Linked DNA regions of Gasterosteus aculeatus: region 1 is linked to region 2. The links are chromatin contacts, called in public Hi-C maps. All regions are on one chromosome and are shown on one strand. Each heading gives the region's core, a stretch centred on a gene start, on an enhancer-like site or on the middle of the called end of the contact. The rest is flanking DNA. Distances are from core to core; before and after follow the strand shown. Region 1 has its middle 13 kb from the start of fam180a. Region 2 holds the start of LOC120818373 (protein mono-ADP-ribosyltransferase TIPARP-like).

Evidence for each region. A called contact is a pair of places that touch in the nucleus more often than the background predicts.
Region 1: a Hi-C map of whole body shows a contact between it and region 2, with 4 times the contacts expected there. The contact joins the enhancer-like site here to the promoter of LOC120818373 in region 2. A contact is called at or near these places in 5 of 6 Hi-C or Micro-C datasets (liver, skeletal muscle, tail fin and 1 more).

The regions. Positions count from the first base shown.
Region 1 is chr4:32,991,047-32,995,729 of fGasAcu3.hap1.1, reverse strand. No RefSeq gene overlaps it. Among protein-coding and RNA genes, the nearest start is that of fam180a, 13 kb to the left of the region's middle. Within about 2 kb of position 2,784, at least 3 of the 9 cell types and tissues checked have open chromatin away from gene starts, as enhancers often do.
Region 2 is chr4:32,819,822-32,824,662 of fGasAcu3.hap1.1, reverse strand. LOC120818373 (protein mono-ADP-ribosyltransferase TIPARP-like) reads left to right here and starts at 1,393. Exons shown (of 5, transcript XM_040175402.2): 1 at 1,393-2,041; 2 at 2,136-2,304; 3 at 2,385-2,575; 4 at 2,744-3,004; 5 at 3,110-3,977. The coding sequence starts at 2,167. The coding sequence ends at 3,560. It overlaps trim35-14 (tripartite motif containing 35-14), which reads left to right. Exons shown (of 7, transcript XM_040175403.2): 7 at 1-353. The coding sequence ends at 106. tulp3 (TUB like protein 3) reads right to left here. Exons shown (of 12, transcript XM_078100404.1): 12 at 3,711-4,841.

The DNA.
Region 1 (4,683 bases), core at 1,535-4,034, 170 kb before region 2:
TCTCCACCTTCTTATGTTGATCACTAACAGATTGAAGCAGGTCTTCATTAACGCCCCAAAAAGCCACTGGCCTCTGAAGCGAGGAGAGCAAAGTGAAGCGGAATCCATCTTTTAGCCGCCCACCTCTCGAATTAACACTTAAACGTCGCCATGCTCTGCCGCCACAGGCGTCCATTCCGCTTGCCCCCAAGTTCTATTTCCTTTCTGCAGATCTGTCAGGTATGAGCCACAGTTTCTCGCAGGTTCGCTGTAATTGCTTATTTTGCGGCGGCATAAATAAGAGCTGGGTTTGTCAACCTCATCCACTAATCTGAGTGTGCTTTACCAAAAACGCCCGGGATCGGTTGTGGATACCCAAGAAAAAAAGCAGGGAAAGCGAGGCCTGCTGTTCAGCTTTTGCCTCCTCTTGTGGAGCTAATGGCCAGATGGCAGGACCACTAGGAATTATTGTGAAGTTATTTTGGAAATGAATCTTAAAGGAGGACGGAAAACAGGCTCATCCCGTCTGTCGGTCTCAGTGGAAGCGTTGCACCAACCCTTAAGGTACAAGAAGAAGAAAGAAAAAAACAAAAAACCAGACCCTCTCTAAATAAAAAAAGCTCAGCCGCGCTGGTTCTCGGCCTCCCGTCGGAACCAATTGGTTCTCGGCAGCCATCGATACGGGAAAGGTAAGTATCTTCTGTCAGCTGCCCTCAGAACTCGAGTCGGTTGTCTCTCGCTCATCAGCCTCCTTCTGAGCGTTTATCTCCCAGACTCAAAGGAGACGACTCAGCAGTTCTCGTTCCAAAGTCAAGATGATTGTTTCTTTTTTTTGAAACTTTTATTTTTGCCTTTTCAACACAGACAGGATACACACACACACACACATAGAAACACACATATAGATACTTACATGCACAGGAAAGAAAAAGGAAGAGAAGGAGAAGCGAGAATTGCCCGGATTGCTCTGTCCTCTCAATAACGAGACGAATCCTGAGAAAACATTCACGTGCATGTTATTGGTCCAATTTGAGCTGCCGGGAAGTTTGCCCCGAGGTTTGTGTCATATTCTCCAATCTGCAATGTTTCATGTTTGATTCTTGGCCTTTGGCCATTCTGTATAAACCTTGAAATGATTTTATCCCGAGCTCTGAATTGCTTCTGAGTGATTCTACACTCTCAGTCACACTGCCATTTACTTATAAGTGTTTTGTCACATTGAAAAGCTTTTTCACCAAAAGTTCTCCGGTACCTGGTGCAGAAAATGCTTTATGCTGTCGTTTAAGTTCGAGCAATGTTGAATGTTTCAGCTCCGTTCTGCACCAAGTGGTCCACAGTCTGAGGTGACACATGTGGTATAAATATAATATGTCTTTATCTCCCGTGTCAGGTGTCCTTGATACAGCCGTGTCCTGATTGCACACAGAACGCTCCCTCTGAGAGCGTTTTCTCTCTGTCTGAACTTGGAAAGTAACAAAACGTTGTATAACGAAACCAAACGTCAGCACGTAAGCCTATAAAGCGACTTTTTCTCCCACAATGCAAATAGAACTAATAAAGGCGACTGCGGCACGTGACAGATTGTGACTAACGACAGTTGGGTTTACACAAACAGAATGATTATGTTCATGCAGTCAGTGAGGAACAATAAAGAGACCTGCTGGAAAAGTAAAATATGACAATAGCAAGAGACAGAGAAAGTTAACTTTGCATTTCTTGTCTTAATCAGGTCGGTTCCGAGCGTCGTGCTGAAAGCGAATTAACACTCTTTTGTGCCTCGTTTGTGTTCTTTCAAAATAACGTTTCCTTGAAGTCTTGGACAAAAAACATACTGCAATTAAATAGAAGCACTTGTTCATGAAATCAAAACAGGTACTTTATGCTCGGCACACTTTTTAACGCTTCGAGCGCAGGCGTTTGATTGCATTCCTTTGCAGCCGGCTCCCGTGTGAGCTTCCAATGTGCGCATCATCTATTATAAAGTGATAAGCCACGTTGTCAGACTCCCAGCCCTTTGCTTATTAAGCAGACTACTAAAACTACGCTTTTACAATGACGCATGAGACAGCGGTGAAGTATTTCCGCCCAGCAGCCCCAAAACAACACTTTTTCTTTTTTATTCCCCTGACATCGGCCCAAACCCGAGGCCCCCGTCTGCTAAATGGAAAAACCGCCGACTCGACATTAGTCGGCCGCGCGAAACATTTCCTTTCTCCCCGCCGAAGACGACCTCTTCCCATCAGTCGCTTACAACGAATTAACCTTTGCATATTCCACTGGGGACGCTTTGCACGCGTTGCAGCGCGACGCTGCACAGCAAGCGGTGAGGACGCAGCGTTGATATTCATAACGTGTGTGTGTGTGTGTTGAGGAACCGAGGTACCGAAAAGGTTAATGGATGGCACATTATCTGTTCCCCTCGGAAGATTGTTATTGAATTAACCCCCCAGGGGGAAAAGCTTAACTCCAAGAGAACAAAAGGCGCAATTAGTGTTTGCAGTTGGTGGCGCCTCAACAGGAGATTTGAAGCAACTTGCTTTATTAAGAAGCGTAAAAGCATCTCACGCTTACAATATTTACCTGTTTGCTGTTGCAGGGAAACACAGTCCTTTAATTCAGGATCCTAAACTGAAACCATTTGGCCCTCAACATGTGAAAGAAACGTGGAAGTTATAACATGAAAAGTCATTTTGGGAGTTTCATCGTTCCAAAACTACAACACGGCAAACATTGAGGATGACACACTTCCCTCCTGCAACAGAAAAACAGGCCGAACCTGTCGGCATGTTTGAGTCACATGACGCATTCAGGTTGGGAATTTGAGCGCATGACTAATGTGAAAACTATTTTTGTCTCCGTGCAATGCAGCGTCCGGGTGACGGCGGTTTAGCCGTGAAATCCGCTCCGTTTGAATGGAAATGCCACAATAATCACGGCCGCTCTAATTACAATCAAGGATCCCCAACGGCGTCTTTACCACGACGCATCGAACATCGGTTTTGTAATTATAGTACATATTCCTTGAGGCAAATGCATTGTGGGGCAACGCAACGTTATTATTTGTTACCATTTTCTTGCAGCACTATTTGTTCCTTCCCTTCTCTGACTCTTAACTCTGCTCCATCCATTCCTCCTTATCTGTCCAGCCAGAAAGCCCCCCCCCCCCCCCCCCCCCCCTCGCTGGCTTCCATGACAGTGTTCGCCCTGTAATTGGCTGCGATCGCTCCGACTGCCTTCACTGGAGGCCTCTGGGGCGTCCGTATTGATAAAACCTCACCACCTTCTGCTGGCGGGCGCGGTCACTGCTTATTCCCGCGGTCCTTCAGACTCAGGAGATACTTCGGCATGACGTGACGTTAAAAAAACGCTTCATGGGCCTCCAGCTGCCACTCCGGACGACGTCCTTCCGCGTATACGCGTCACGTCGCGCTCCTGGACGACTTTAAAAAGAGTCCAGATGGAGAAAACCCACAAGCGATCGGGGGATCTATCAGACGAAGGCGTCGGCGGACTCCTGCGGCCTTTGAAGTCCCCTCGGGGGCGGCCCAACGGGACCGCGTGCCGCTGACGCCGCGGCTTGGACACACGATGCAGCTTTGTTAAGAGAGTAACCGTGACGAACGACACTCCGCTGGCTGTTTAATGACTTGATCGATGCCGTGATGTACAACCTGTCTGAGACTGCCGGGGGGGGGTCACTGCGCTCTGTGGTTTTCTGCATAAAATGAATAAAAAGAACACACTTACTGTGTGTGAGCACTGAAGAATCGTTTTTTTTTTTTTGTCACGGTTTAAAGCTTTAAGGAATTTTGGTGGGATAAATCTCCCGCTGCGTTGTCAATATGTTGATTCCTCAACCCAAAGAAGAAAATGCGCTGAGTTTCCCATTATGCGTCTGCTCCTGAGACACTTTGTCAAGTGTCTGCACGAGAAGTGGGAAAATTAAAAATTAAAGCAGAGGGACGATGCTAATGCCCGATCCCGACACTCACGGGGGGGGGGGGGGGCGACACAAGTGGAGACATCGCCCCCCCGTCGTAATGGACTCGGCCTCGAGTGCTACCTGTGCTATTAGTAACTCAGTGTCCTCCATCACTCTAACAAACTGCGCCTGAGACGTTAAATGAGAGGTAAAAAAGCAATCTTTCAAAAGTTTCAGCCCCCCCCCCCCGCAGGGCACCGGAGAGCAACGTTTTTCTTTTGTCTCTTACGAGAGGATTTGCTACTGGGAAGGTTTGCAGCGGCTGTAAAGAATATATATATATATATATATATATATATATAGAAACAGAAGAGCTCTAAATCCAGAGTGGAACTTAATGGCGAGGGGTCATCTAGACGTTACTCGTCGGGTCGGTTCGCTCGCCGCCGAGAGAGCAAGGCCGTATTCTAGCGTTCTTGGTGTCTCAGAAAGTAAAAGAACAACACAATCGCAACAGACACTGTGCAGTCAATATTTCTATTTTTAAGCTTTCTATTTACACCAAACTGTCACACCTGCCATCGAACAGCACTTTACCCCCACCCACCTAACTGGGCCGCTTTAGTTTGATCTATATATTTTCACCTGACAGAAGTGTGACTTTCAGCCTCTGTGCAGTTTGTTCTTCGTGCTACAGTCCTTAAAGTCGTCATTTTCCCTTTCGGAATAGATAACTTTTACCCCCCCCACCACCACCCTTCATAGGAGTGGTTTGAAGCTGG
Region 2 (4,841 bases), core at 144-2,643:
CGCCGTCACCGAGAGGGTCTTCCCGTACTTCTGGGTGGGCTGCCAGCAGTGTCCTCTGACGCTGGAGCCGCTGGAGGTTTCTGTGAAGGCTGTTGAATATTTCTGAAAGTGGATTTCCGCGTCTCAACTTTTACTTCCCCCCCCTCAGCACAAAAGGAGGAGTGACTTTTGTTTTGGTGATTTCTGCATGATTTTCAGCACTTTCTTCCTCGTCCAATGAAATGCCTTAGACCTTCATTTTAAAACATACATGGTGAAGAATTGGTCGGTATATGATTTAGTCTCAGCACTTTAAACGTTATGTGCAATACTATGAGAGTTCGAATCTACAAATAAAGTATTTGCTGATCTTATTATTTGTGCAACCTTTCAATCCATTCTGTAGGCTGCGTCCAGCCTGTAATGAATAAAGTACAAATAATGTTGTGACCTGATTGGTTGAAGACGACTTCCTGTCAACAAACATGGCAACACAAATACAAACGGGCTCATTGAGGAAATAACCTATGGAAACTAAAATGAGTGTGATTGGTAGTAGTTGTGTTGTGATATGCTAATATTGACGATAACCATTAAGAATTATATATAAATATTTCTAAAATACCAGATGATAATGAGTAAATAAAACGGCACCTCAAATGATTTTATACACACAGTTACACACCTCAAATGGTATTTTGAGTGGAAAACAAATACAACGAACTGCAAAAACCGAGTTTGAATTCTACTTGAAAGCTATAATATTGTTTTCAACAGATATCACAACAATATGAAGTTTAGTGAATTATTTTAAGTGACCAGGATAATGACTAATATAACTAATTAAATAATAACTAAAATAAAACCGTATCATATACAGATTTTGAACCTTTTAACAGTACGTATGAAGTAGTTTAGTTCGTTTTTATGTATTATGTGTGAAATACTACTTACTCGACGCACCGTATTTTTATGGATCCTCCTCCACGTGCGCACCGGCAGAACCCTCGCGGCGGGTCGTCCGTTTTTTTTTAATTGACTCCTCCAAACAAGTCAACTCCTTTCCTTAAACTCTGACTGCAGTTAATCCCCCTTTTTGAAGCCGGCGTGTTGTCACGTGGACCCGGTAAGGTTCCGCTTTTTAACGGGCTGATAGCTGCGATGCTAACGGAGCGTGAGACGTTTAAGGAGTTGTGAGCAAATATGGATGCGCGTGATTCAAGGCTACTCTGCTGGTGCACGCGCACGTGCACGTGCGAGGCTCCGACCAATGCTCCAATTTTCTTTTGATTTAACTCTATTTTATGTAACACTAACTTTGTATTGAGCTAAACTCACTTAATTTCACCCTTTGTCCCTCGTGCTGATTTACTCAAAATGAACAGTCCAATGTGTTTTGTTGTTTGTTTACAAGAGCTCCAACATGGCAAAAGCGCCACACAGCGAGACGAGGGGCCGAGGTGCCGTTTCGCCCCCAGACGAATCTCCCACAGTCGATTTCCTGACTCCGTCCCGCCGCCGCCTCCTCCTGGAAATCCCCGCTGACACCAACACCAGCGTCCCGGTGTGGGAGGCCATGACGTCCCGGCAGGTCGACGTCGCCTGGGCCGTCAACCCCTACAGCGTCTGCGTCCGTTTGACCCCTGTGACCTCCCAGCGTGGCGAGAGTACGACTCTGGCCCGGGAGAACCAGGGAGAACCTGCGAACCCGACACCAGCCGCCTCCGCCGTCTCCCCGCCTCTCGTCGCCACCCAGCCACAGCCCGCCGCCCCGCCCGGCGTCCAGACCCGGGCGGGGCGGCTGCGGGCCCTGTTCCAGCGGCCGCTTCCCCCCCCAGTTCCACACCAAGCGCTCCTCCGACATCCGGGTGTGCGTCCGCTTCCTCAGGGGTTCGTGCCGCGCGGGCAGCCAGTGTACGGAGCACCACACGCCTTACCCGTTCCACTGGCAGCTGTGGCTTCGGAGGGAGCGCCGGTGGGTCGACGTCGGCCATCGCTCTCAGGTCCTGCTGGAGAGGCACTACTGCAACGTCGGGCAATCGTCCGTCTGCCTCCACGACAGGTAAGCGAAGGCCCGCGGAGACGGAGATCCGTTCCTGCCAAGGAGATGATTTCATCACTGACATTTTTTTTCCTTTGGGTCACTCTCCATTTAGCATTTGCCGCTGCACTCTGACCTTTGACTTCATGGAGGTTAAAGGCACGGCTTATTACAGCGGCGTCAGACGACTTGCCAGCTCCGACAGCGTGGTCGAGAACCCGTACTTCACCAGCAAATGGAAAGTCTACTGGTGGAACAGCAAGGACTGGGAGGAGTACAACCAGGTGACTGTTTCATACTCTTCGTCTTCGTCACGGCGGCAGCCGCTGCCCTCTGTCTCTAACCGTCCATCCTCTCCCCGCAGGATGTGTCCGCTTTTCTGCTGCAGAAGATCACGGAGGAGGACGTCAGCGAGTGCGTCTTCCATATCGGCCGCCAGGAGTACGTGTTCCACGTCGACGCCATGAGGCAGACCAACGTCACCACGGGGTTCAGCAGAGATGTTCGCTGTAGACCCTCCTACTGCTCCCCCGATTCCATGCGGCCTTACCTGCGGTCGGTAACCGTCTCTCCGTCCCCGGGGACGGTTCGAGTCCCACGACCGGCGCGACGTATAACATAGAAAAATGAAAGACAAGCGTTTGGTGTTTTTTGTTCTTCTTAATAAGAACATGATGTTAATGGGCTTCATCCCAATGATATCGTCTCTTCCTCTTCACCCAGGACCTTGATCCCGACTGAGCCTGTCGGAGGTCCTCCTGGGGAGAACTTCAGCGTGGACCCTCTGCAGGAGTTCACCTCCTGGTATCCTCCCGTGTGGTGTCTGGAGTCAGGGCGGGACTACAGCTTGGTGGACCTCCCGGCCGGCACACGGGCCCACCGCAGCGTCCTGAAGCTCTTCCACGAGAGCCTCCCTGAGACCGTGGTGGACATCGTCAGCATCCAGCAGGTCCAGAACCTCCTCCACTGGGACAAGTACCAAAGGTCCAGCTGCTGTTTGTGTCCGACACGTTTGCATTGATTACGCTTTTTTTTTTAGGCCAAAATACTGTTAAAATGTACAGAAGACACCTTGCGTTGTCATTGCAGGCACAAAGCGCACATGCAGAAGCAGCACGGCGAGTCCGAGGAGCCTCTGGAGCGCCACCTCTTCCACGGGACGACCAGAGACGCCTCGGAGGACATCTGCCACAACAACTTCGACCCCCGCATGGCCGGGTTCAACGGGGCGTCCTACGGTTCCGGCTGCTACTTCGCCCGCGCCGCCTCCTACGCCCACCAGTACTCCGTCCGGTGGGGGCGGGACGCGACCCGCCGCGTGTTCCTGGCCAAAGTGCTGGTGGGGAAGGTGAGCCTCGGGAGCGAGGCGTACCGCCGGCCGCCGCCGCTCGACCGCAGGGCGAGCCGGTTCCTCCTCTACGACGCCTGCGTGGACGACGTGCACCGGCCGGGCATCTTTGTGGTCTTCGACAGCTGTCAGTGCTACCCGTACTTCCTCGTCACGTACAAAGTGCTGCCCCGGGTCGTGGACATCAGGTGAAGCGGCCGGCGCCGCCGTTGGTCGTCCGGCGTGGCGTCGAAAAGGGGACCCGTGAGGTTTTATCACGTGCACAAAATGTTCAGATAAAAGCGGCACTGTGCAGACGTTCTACCGGACAACAATGAAGACACGTTTAGGAGGCTGTTCAAATGTCTTTCAGGAAATGTTTTGTTTTATTTTGGTTATTCAAAGGTTTTACATTGATGGAAATAAGTACTTTTGTTTTTTGAATCCGTCATGTTTATGACAGATAATAACAGACTGTTGCACTCGTCTCCCCATATTTTAACGCGATAAACCGGTTTGATCCTCCCCTCGTTATACTTTCATCCGTTCAAATAAAACCATATCAACATGTCAGACTGGAATGTGTTTCACAAAAAGTCTCTTGTAGTAAAAGCATATATATTCCAAAAAGCCTTCTATAAATATTGTTTTTCTTTCTCTTTTTGTCAAAACTCCATTTCACACATAAATTGCTGGCACAGTTCTGCTGAAACAAATATGTAACATTAATTTCCTTAACACATAACCAGGTATCTGTAGTCTTGAATTTTATCGGTGAGCAGAAAAAAACAAATCAAATAACATGGATCTTGACCCCTGAAAAACCCAGATCATTTTGTCTTTAGAGGATCCAGATGTTTTCACGTGTCCCTCACAGACATTCAGTGCACTGAATTACCAATATATTTAAATGTGACATAGATCCGTGAAGGACGCTTTCTTTTACTGATTTCCCTTAAGATTCCCTTTTTAATTCAAAAGAAGAGACGCCGCCTATTATCGAAGCCTGGAGAAAGGAAGGTGGGCTACAAAACGACCTCAGCGCAATAAAATGTCAATGATATCCTGAACATCAAGTGTAGGAACAGCAGATAAGTTATAAGCTCTTATATATCATTTTAAAATGCCATGAAGTTACATTTAGTGATTTATGCATTTTAAAAACAGCTTGAAAATTTCAAATAAGGCATTAACTTGTGTTTTATATACAGTATATATATCCTATATTCTTTCAAATGTGCAACTCCGCATTTCTTCTCTCATAATTATCCATTAAGTCACTGATAAAAATGACACACATTCACAAAAAACCCACAAACGCCATAACACAGGCGAGTTCTGAATAAAGAACTTTTCACACTTGAACATACTTGAAAGGGTTGACAGAAATGATGATAGAAATTAGTTTAAAATAGATAAAAGATTAAACTGCTTCATCACATTCAAAGATGTGAACGAGAGTGAAATCGTGACCATGATGCAACTCAACTCACT